Linked DNA regions of Triticum aestivum: region 2 is linked to region 1. The links are chromatin contacts, called in public Hi-C maps. All regions are on one chromosome and are shown on one strand. Each heading gives the region's core, a stretch centred on a gene start, on an enhancer-like site or on the middle of the called end of the contact. The rest is flanking DNA. Distances are from core to core; before and after follow the strand shown. Region 1 holds the start of LOC123087162 (phosphatidylinositol 4-phosphate 5-kinase 1). Region 2 holds the start of LOC123087163 (probable ethylene response sensor 1).

Evidence for each region. A called contact is a pair of places that touch in the nucleus more often than the background predicts.
Region 2: a Hi-C map of leaf shows a contact between it and region 1, with 6 times the contacts expected there. The contact joins the promoter of LOC123087163 here to the promoter of LOC123087162 in region 1. A contact is called at or near these places in 2 of 5 Hi-C or Micro-C datasets (both in leaf).

What each region holds. Positions count from the first base shown.
Region 1 is chr4A:583,011,390-583,015,693 of IWGSC CS RefSeq v2.1, forward strand. It overlaps LOC123087162 (phosphatidylinositol 4-phosphate 5-kinase 1), which reads right to left and starts at 1,996. Exons shown (of 10, transcript XM_044509079.1): 1 at 1,706-1,996; 2 at 964-1,054; 3 at 1-674. The coding sequence starts at 1,001.
Region 2 is chr4A:583,156,762-583,161,353 of IWGSC CS RefSeq v2.1, forward strand. It overlaps LOC123087163 (probable ethylene response sensor 1), which reads left to right and starts at 1,638. Exons shown (of 6, transcript XM_044509082.1): 1 at 1,638-1,658; 2 at 2,725-3,670; 3 at 3,980-4,348; 4 at 4,428-4,592. The coding sequence starts at 2,765.

The sequences.
Region 1 (4,304 bases), core at 746-3,245:
ACAACAGTCCAACTTTGACCTTTTCATTACTAGAACTTGAAGCACTTGTACCATCATTATCTGTTGCACACTCAGAAACTTCAAGGTTACAAGGTATTTTACTTCCTGGTTGATAAAATATGCCATGGCCATCCTTGACTCCCCTGTCCCATGTACCAATGTAACATGCTCCTGATGCGTATTTGCAGTAGCCTTTGCCATGAGCCAGCCCACTGAGCCAATTACAGTCAAGAGTATCACCATTTATCCACTGCATTACGCCTCGGCCGTTCATGCTACCTGATTTCCAGCTTCCAATGTAGATGTTGCCAGCAGCCCATGTGTATTTACCATATCCATCCGGTAAACCCTCGTTCCACAAACCTTCATAACTGTCAGAGTTGGAGTAAACCATTGTCCCCATTCCCTGCTTTTTGTTCATCCTCCAGGAACCTTTGTAAACCGAGCCGTCGACCCCCTTGAAAGTGCCTGTTCCGTCGATGAAACCTCCGCGGAAGTCGCCTTCATAGGATGCGCCTGAAGGCCACTGGATCATTCCTCTCCCCGTCATTTTGCTTTTATCCCACTCGCCGTCATAAAGGGACCCATCCGTCCACATATACTTCCCCATTCCATGAGGCACTAACCCATCGAAGTTGCCCACATAGACGTCTCCATTTGGAAGGGTATCCCCCCTAATCAGAAGAAAAGAATAGCCGCAAAAATAAAAATCAGAAGAAAAGAATCAGGCTAAAAGCAACAATCCATTACATGTATTCAAATTTCTATACCAAGTAGTTCCTGAAAATGAATTGTATAAATAAATCTAGTAACAATAATTCAATTAATGGTGTATCGTGCAGCTGCAAATCAGGCTCTCATTTTAATGCGGGTTTCAGTATTCAGGGAAAGCACTGAAGAAACACTTGCTATTTGTACCAAAATAGTAAGGCAGGCCAATATTAGAAATGTGAGTTAGCACACCTCTGGGCGTTCCCGTTGCTTGTCTCTGCGCCGGCCATGTCAAGGTCCACAGGAATAGCTGAGAAGCCACACAAATATCGCTCTAGATGGCCTGAAACAAAGCAGAGGAAGCTGTCAAGCAATGGGCGCTTTGTCTTTGTTGGGAGAAGCATGTGTACTAGTCAAACAAATACAGTACTAGTAGTAGTAACACAGAAGAAGAATTGTATTACTAGCTAGTACTCTAGTAATAGTCAAACCAATACAGCAGTAACACAGAAGGAGAATTCTACTGCTACTGGTGCCCCGGCGCAAACATTCTAATAGGCGCGCGGCAGACACGTCACATCACTTGGGCATCTATCATCGAATCGTCGGTAAAACAAATAGTAAAGCAGAGCGTCAAACATGTTTGACAACGGTTATGCTACCTACAAGCAAGAAAGGCTATAAAAAAGTTACAGTTATCTGTGGACGAGAAAGGAGCCTCAGATCACAAAAGGCCCCTTTGCAGCAACCAGGCAGCCAGTCCAATTCGCGGCAAAACTGAGAAACGCCGCCGCAAAGTAATAAGTAGAGTCACCACTGAGTGTATCATCGTCCAACTGGCAGCCCGCCAAATAAAAGCAGGGGAACCCGGAACCGGCTGAATTCAAGCTAGAAACTGGGCACGCATGCACGCCCTCCCGCCGAGCCGCGAGCCCGAAGCTCCCCCAATCGCAAGCGAGTCAGGGAGCGCCTGGGAACCAGAGCAGGCAGGTACCTCAGCTCGCCGGAAGGAGGAGGAGGAGCTCATCCGCAGCACGCCGCTGGCCGGGGAGACCGCGCGGAGGAGGCCACGCCCATCCGATTCCGATCCGCGTCTAGCCCAGCCCAGGGAGATCACGATCAGAGCGAGGAGGGAGGGAGGGAGCCAAGGCAGGGGGAAAGGGAGGAGAGGCACGGGTACCGGTACCAGAGGGGCAGGGGCAGAAAGGAGAAGGGGACAGACAGGGGTGGGGCCCACGTTGCGGGTGCGCGGGGGAGCTGGCGCCGACCAATCCCCACCCCGCCCCGCCCAGATTTTTTATCCCCCTGTTCCCCCCTCACCTCACCTCACCTGGCCCCCGCGACGCGATCGACCACGCGATAGGACTACGACTTTTTTTTTTTGAGGGAAACGATAGGACTACGACTTTTTTTTTTTCGAGGGAAACGATAGGACTACGACTAGTAGGCCGGGAACGAGCATGGTATTCCGCCATCGATAATTGATGGGCCTTTCGGCGGCGACAATATTTTTCGCGCTGCTCGGGCGCGAGCGGACCGGGGGGCGCTGGCGCGTGTCCCGCGTTCGGGCGCCGCGGCATGGCCGGGGTCTATCCTGATTGATGACCTGTGGACGGCGGCGTGCCCGATGGGGACGGGGAATCCGGACCTCATCCCCGTCGCGTCCACGTCCACGTCCTCGACCGACCGACGCCTATGTTTGGAATTCGGATTTTTTTTCCCCTGCTTGTGTCAGGATATTTTTAGGCCCCGTTTGTTCTAGATTCTCTTGGATTTTAATCACCCGTGGTGGATTCGCTTCTGTGGCAAAGCTGGTTCGCAAACCCAAGTATATTTTAAGGTGCTTCAGAAAATTACGTTAAAAATTACCCAAATTCAGATTCAGCTTCACTGGCGAAGCTGATTTTAAATATTTGTTTGTTTCAGATTCTTGTGAAGCTGAATCTGGTCCCAAAATCCAAAACAAACAGGGCCTTACTACGGGTCCGTTGGTCGTTCGCGTGTGCGCCATGCTACAAGTTTTTTTCTTCCTTTTTTTGAGCAAACGTCATGCTACAAGTGAGCGTTCGCTTCACGCCTTATTATCGTGCGGGTGGACCGCCTGCCATGAGACGTAAGCTATGTCAAAAATAAGAAACGGTGAACTATCCTGCAGGTAAAAGGGTCGGGCCGGCCTTCGGCCCGCCATGGAACAAGGTGATTGCAAAAGCCATGCCTTAAGCCAAGCTCAAGGTGATTGCAAAAGCTAGGCCTAACTAGTGCGCTTGGTAGTGATTTTTTTTGGCAATTTTTTAGGACAGGCTTGAGCTTGTTCAAGCCTGTTGAGTAGAAATCGCCACTGCTCCTGGGCATTGCTATGTGAATTTGGGCTGGCTCAAGTAGCACGGGCTTCTCTCTTCTAATATTTTTGGTTTTCTTTTGGGCCTTTTGTTTTTCCCTTTTTTATTTTTCCTTTTTATTTTTATTTTTCTTTGTTCTTTTTCTATTTTCGCAAACATTTTTTAAACCATGAATATTTTTTGTTCATCGAATTCAAATAATGTTCATAAAATTCAAAATATTTTCATCAATTTGAAAAAATGGTCGTCTAAACCAATTTATTTTCATAAAATTAGAAAAATTCATCATATTCTAAATTGTTCATGAATTTTTTAAAAGGTGATCATATTAAAAAATGTTCATCGAATTCATAATATTTTTATTGAATTAAAAAACATCAAATTAAGAAAATGTCATCATATTCTAAATTGATCGTGAATTTGAAAAAAATCATCATATTCCAAAATGTCCATCCAATTCAAATTATTTTCATAAAATTAAAAGAATCATCAAACTAAGAAGTTTTAATATCATCAAACTAAAAAGTGTTAATCATATTCTAAATTGTTCATGAATTTAAAAAAATCATCATATTCAAAATTGTTCATCCAATTCAACTTATTTTTATTCAATTAAAAATTTTCATCAAATTAAAAAATTCATCATATTCTAAAATGTTCATGAATTTCAAAAAACATCCAATTGAAAATACGTGTAAATTCTCATCCAACACCACATGAAATTCATGTATTCCCTTATAACGACGACACAGCGGCATAGAAAGGTAGGGACGTGACGGGGACATCAATTTCTTCAGAGACACCAGGGCAACCAAGCTAGGGGCAGGGGCGGGGGGGGGGGGGGGAGGCGGATCGGATTGTTTAGACCAAAAAGGCCAGCGAGCGGGCTTCTGCTTCATGAAATCATCGGCTATTATGATGTGCCTATTAGATGGATATTTGTTGGGCCCTGAAGTGTAAGGGTTTGTAGCAAGGAGGAAATTCTCGAAAATCAGTCGCATCAAGCGTTTCAGAGGAGAAGACAACGTCTGGTACAACTGTACGCGCTCGTACCAGCGGTCGTACCACACGACGTCTCCTCCCCTCGTCAACTATTTCAACCCCATCTGATCAGATCTTGAGAGGATGGACAGAGAGACCGGAACCACATTCCAAACCATGAATCCTCACCTTCGCGCGCGGGGGGGGGGGGGGGGGGGAGGCAGAAGGGCACCACCATGTCATCAAATCGATCTTCATCGTCATCCACAACCT
Region 2 (4,592 bases), core at 388-2,887, 150 kb after region 1:
CCAATCTTTCTATCCAAACCTCAGATTGGTACCTGTGGGTTGCTAGTAGTGTTGATTACTCCTTGTAGTTGATGCTAGTTGGTTTACTTGGTGGAAGATCATATGTTCAGATCCATTATGCATATTAATACTCCTCTGATTATGAACATGAATATGCTTTGTGAGTAGTTACGTTTGTTCCTGAGGACATGGGAGAAGTCTTATTATTAGTAGTCATGTGAATTTGGTATTCGTTCGATATTTTGATGAGATGCATGTTGTCATCCCTCTAGTGGTGTCATGTGAACGTAGACTACATGACACTTCACCATTGTTTGGGCCTAGAGGGAGGCATTGGGAAGTAATAAGTAGATGATGGGTTGCTAGAGTGACAGAAGCTTAAACCATAGTTTATGCGTTGCTTCGTAAGGGGCTGATTTGGATCCATATGTTTCATGCTATGGTTAGGTTTACCTTAATACTTCTGTTGTAGTTGTGGATGCTTGCAATGGGGTTAATCATAAATGGGATGCTTGTCCAAGTAAGGACAACACCCAAGCACCGGTCCATCCATATATCAAATTATTAAAGTACCGTACGCGAATCATGTGATCGTGATAAAAACTAGCTTGACGATAATTCTTATGTGTCCTCGGGAGCGCTTTCCTTCATATAAGAGTTTGTCCAGGCTTATCCTTTGCTTAAAAAAGGATTGAGCCATTTTGCTGCACATTTACACTTGTTACTTGTTACTCGTTACCAATTACCTTATCACAAAATTATCTGTTACCGATAATTTCAGTGCTTATAGAGAATACCTTGCTGAAAACCGCTTATCATTTCCTCGTACTCCTTGCTGGGTTCGACACTCTTACTTATCAAAAGGACTACGATAGATCCCCTATACTTATGGGTCATCATTCACCGCTGCCGCCGCCGCTTGCGCACATCGGAGTCGCCGCCGTCGCCGGTGCTAAAACAGAGGAGTAGCTTATCCTAGAGCTAGCGGTGACCGAGTAAATGTGGGGTTGAGGCTAGATTTGGCGCCATACCGCTGCACCCGATTTCCATCTCCCGCCATCTTCATTTGATTTCGCGTTGCTCTCCCCGTGCGAGCTGCATCCTTTTTGCGCCGCACTTAGTCTGATTCGCTGGAAATTGCCAATCTAAAGGTTTCAAGCGAGCCAGGCTATGTGCCGCTTTTAAAATTCGTGTTGATGTGAGCAGCCCACACCGTTTGCAACCAAACTTGTTTTTTCTCGCACTTAGGGCATCTCCAATAGTTTGTATGCTAGCTTGTTGATAAAATATGTCATGTCATGAATCAACACCTTAACATACAACAACTTTAATGGGTTGTATCTAGTTGCCCAATAGAATATGAGATAATAAATAAGGTGTTCTCTCATTCTAAATTGGAGCTTGTGCAAGAGATGTTGGTTCATGTACATACAACATTCCTCTCTTTCTTTATTTATTGTATGCCACATCATTAAAAATTCTATGTGGCAAAGTCTACCAACGACTATCCATTGGAGATGCCCTTAGATAATACATAATGCACGCTGGAAATATCCTCGTATCCGAAATCCGTTTCCCAGGCGTTGCTTCTTCCATGCTCCGATCCGGCCATTCCCCGCCGGCGGCAACGGCAACGGCGACCGCGCCCGTAGTACACCGTACGCCCTCACCCCGCGCCACTGCCCCGCGCGCACGATAGTTAAGTGATAGTCCCAACACGGCAGCACCACCGCGTGACGCGCCAGCTATCTCGCTCGCTGCCGACCTGCTGCGTCCCGCGGCCGCCGACGCCTGGCAGCTCGGCCGTGGCGGCGGCAGCGTGGGGACAAAAGCGGGAGCGAAAAGAAAGACCACGGCACGGGCGCGCGCAACGGCCGCGGTTGGACTCCGCATTTCCTTTCTTTTTTTGCTGCTTTCTTGCACCCGTGTGGGGTGGGGTGGGTGCCGTCCGTGGTGGTAGACGGTGACGACTTCACTGCCCCTCCCTCCGTCCGTCCGTCCGTCTGTCCGCGCATCTGGCTCCCTCCCTCCCTCCCTTCCTTCCCTTTTCAGCGCCGCTTCCTCCTCGCCCTGCCTCCGCCGCAACCAACCTTCCGGCAGCTCCCGGCGTCGAGCCGCCGTCGACCGAGGTACCCTACCGCCCGCCCCTGCTCTCCTCCCCGCTCCGCCAAGCTGGGCAGATCTGGGTTTTCTTTTCTTTGGTCGAGTCGCGGGGGCTTGCCGTGGTCAAGGGGTGGAGGGGTTGATTTTTGGGGGAGGAGCCATCGGTGCCAGGGCCGGTGGCTTCCCGTCGCCGTCGCTGAGCGTTCTTGGCTCCGATCGCTTGCCGGCTTCGGGCGGGTACTGTGCCGTGCTGCGTGTTGATGTCTAGTGGGGAAAGGGGGAAGTGGCTTGAGGTGACACGCGGTGCTGAAATGCGACGGGTGTGCTGAAATTCAGAAAATCTTTCTTCAAAATTCAGGGATGCCAGTGGAAGGCGGGCGTGATCATGAGCTGTTAACCACTTGCAGATGGGCGATTGCCTCTTGTTGTGTGTTTGAGCGCTCTACTGCTATGCTATATGTGTTCACGAACATTCAGTGCTATTTTTTATTATTTATGTTATTATTACACAGTTCCTGTTATTTTAAAGTGATATGAGCCTGCTGTGGTGTTGTTGCAGTTCCACAATGTGTATGAGTGGATTGGGCATGGTGACTCATTTCTGCATTTCTTCTGCTGTAGGGAATGTTGTGACAACTGATGCAGTCCTGAACCTTCGGCGATGGAACGATGCGACTGCATCGAGCCGCTGTGGCCGACTGACGAGCTGCTCATCAAGTACCAGTACATCTCCGACTTCTTCATAGCCCTCGCCTACTTCTCCATCCCGTTGGAGCTCATCTACTTTGTGAAGAAGTCGTCCTTCTTCCCATACAGATGGGTTCTCATCCAGTTTGGTGCCTTCATAGTCCTCTGTGGAGCAACCCATCTCATAAACCTCTGGACTTTCACCACCCACACAAAGACCGTGGCCATGGTCATGACGGTTGCCAAGGTTTCGACGGCCGTCGTTTCCTGCGCGACAGCTTTGATGCTTGTTCACATCATCCCTGATTTGCTGAGTGTCAAAACGAGGGAGCTGTTTCTGAAGAATAAAGCTGAGGAGCTCGATTGGGAGATGGGCTTGATAAGGACGCAGGAAGAGACCGGGAGGCATGTTAGGATGCTAACTCATGAAATCAGAAGCACACTCGATAGACATACGATTTTGAAGACTACCATTGTGGAGCTAGGAAGGACCTTGGGTCTGGAAGAGTGTGCCCTGTGGATGCCGTCAAGAAGTGGCTCGAGTCTCCAGCTTTCGCATACTCTGCGCCACCAAATCACTGTTGGGTCATCTATATCAATTAATCTTCCTGTTATCAACCAAGTTTTCAGTAGCAATCGAGCAATTATAATACCGCACACATCCCCTCTGGCACGGATTCGGCCTCTTGCAGGACGATATGTTCCACCAGAAGTGGCTGCAGTGCGAGTACCTCTCCTGAATCTTTCAAACTTCCAAATAAATGACTGGCCAGAGCTTTCCGCAAAAAGCTATGCTATTATGGTTCTCATGCTTCCATCCGATAGTGCAAGGAACTGGCATGTGCATGAGTTGGAGCTTGTTGAGGTCGTCGCCGATCAGGTTAATGCCGCCTCTTTTTTCTCGAACACAATGCCGCCTTTTTTCTATAGATATTTGTAGGGGTGAATAGTGTTTAAGGTGTTGTCAAATGCATATGCATGTGATGTTTCGACCCATAGACTCTTCAACTGGGAAATGTTTTATTTATTCACAACTATGAATTGTTCAAGGGCTTCTGCAAATAACATCAGACCATTCTAAAAAATCTATGTTTCCTTGAAACCAAAAGATACCAAGATATAGATGAGGTCTAACATGAATACATTATCATGAAATGATATTGAAGCAGATTTTTTCCCTATTTTTCAGGTAGCAGTTGCACTCTCTCATGCAGCTATTCTTGAAGAGTCCATGCGTGCACGTGATTTACTGATGGAGCAAAATGTTGCTCTGGATTTAGCTCGACGAGAGGCTGAAATGGCCATCCGTGCTCGGAATGATTTCCTAGCTGTTATGAATCATGAAATGCGAACACCAATGAATGCAATCATAGCTCTTTCATCCTTGCTCTTGGAAACTGAACTCACTCCTGAGCAGCGTTTAATGGTGGAAACAGTATTGAAAAGCAGCAATCTTCTAGCAACACTCATTAATGATGTGTTGGATCTTTCCAAACTTGAGGATCGCAGCCTTGAATTGGAGATCAGAGCATTCAATCTTCATGCTGTTTTCAAAGAGGTCGCAATATTATCCTCTCCTTTTCTATAAAGTCTATATGCATAGTTCACTTGCCTGAAAGTTTTTGTTCGTGTTACAGGTGATGGGTTTCATCAGACCAATTGCAGCTATCAAGAGGCTGTCTATGTCGGTTATGTTAGCGCCAGATTTACCATTATGTGCTATTGGCGATGAAAAGAGGCTAATGCAAACTATCCTAAATATCTCCGGTAATGCTGTTAAGTTCACCAAGGAGGGCCACATT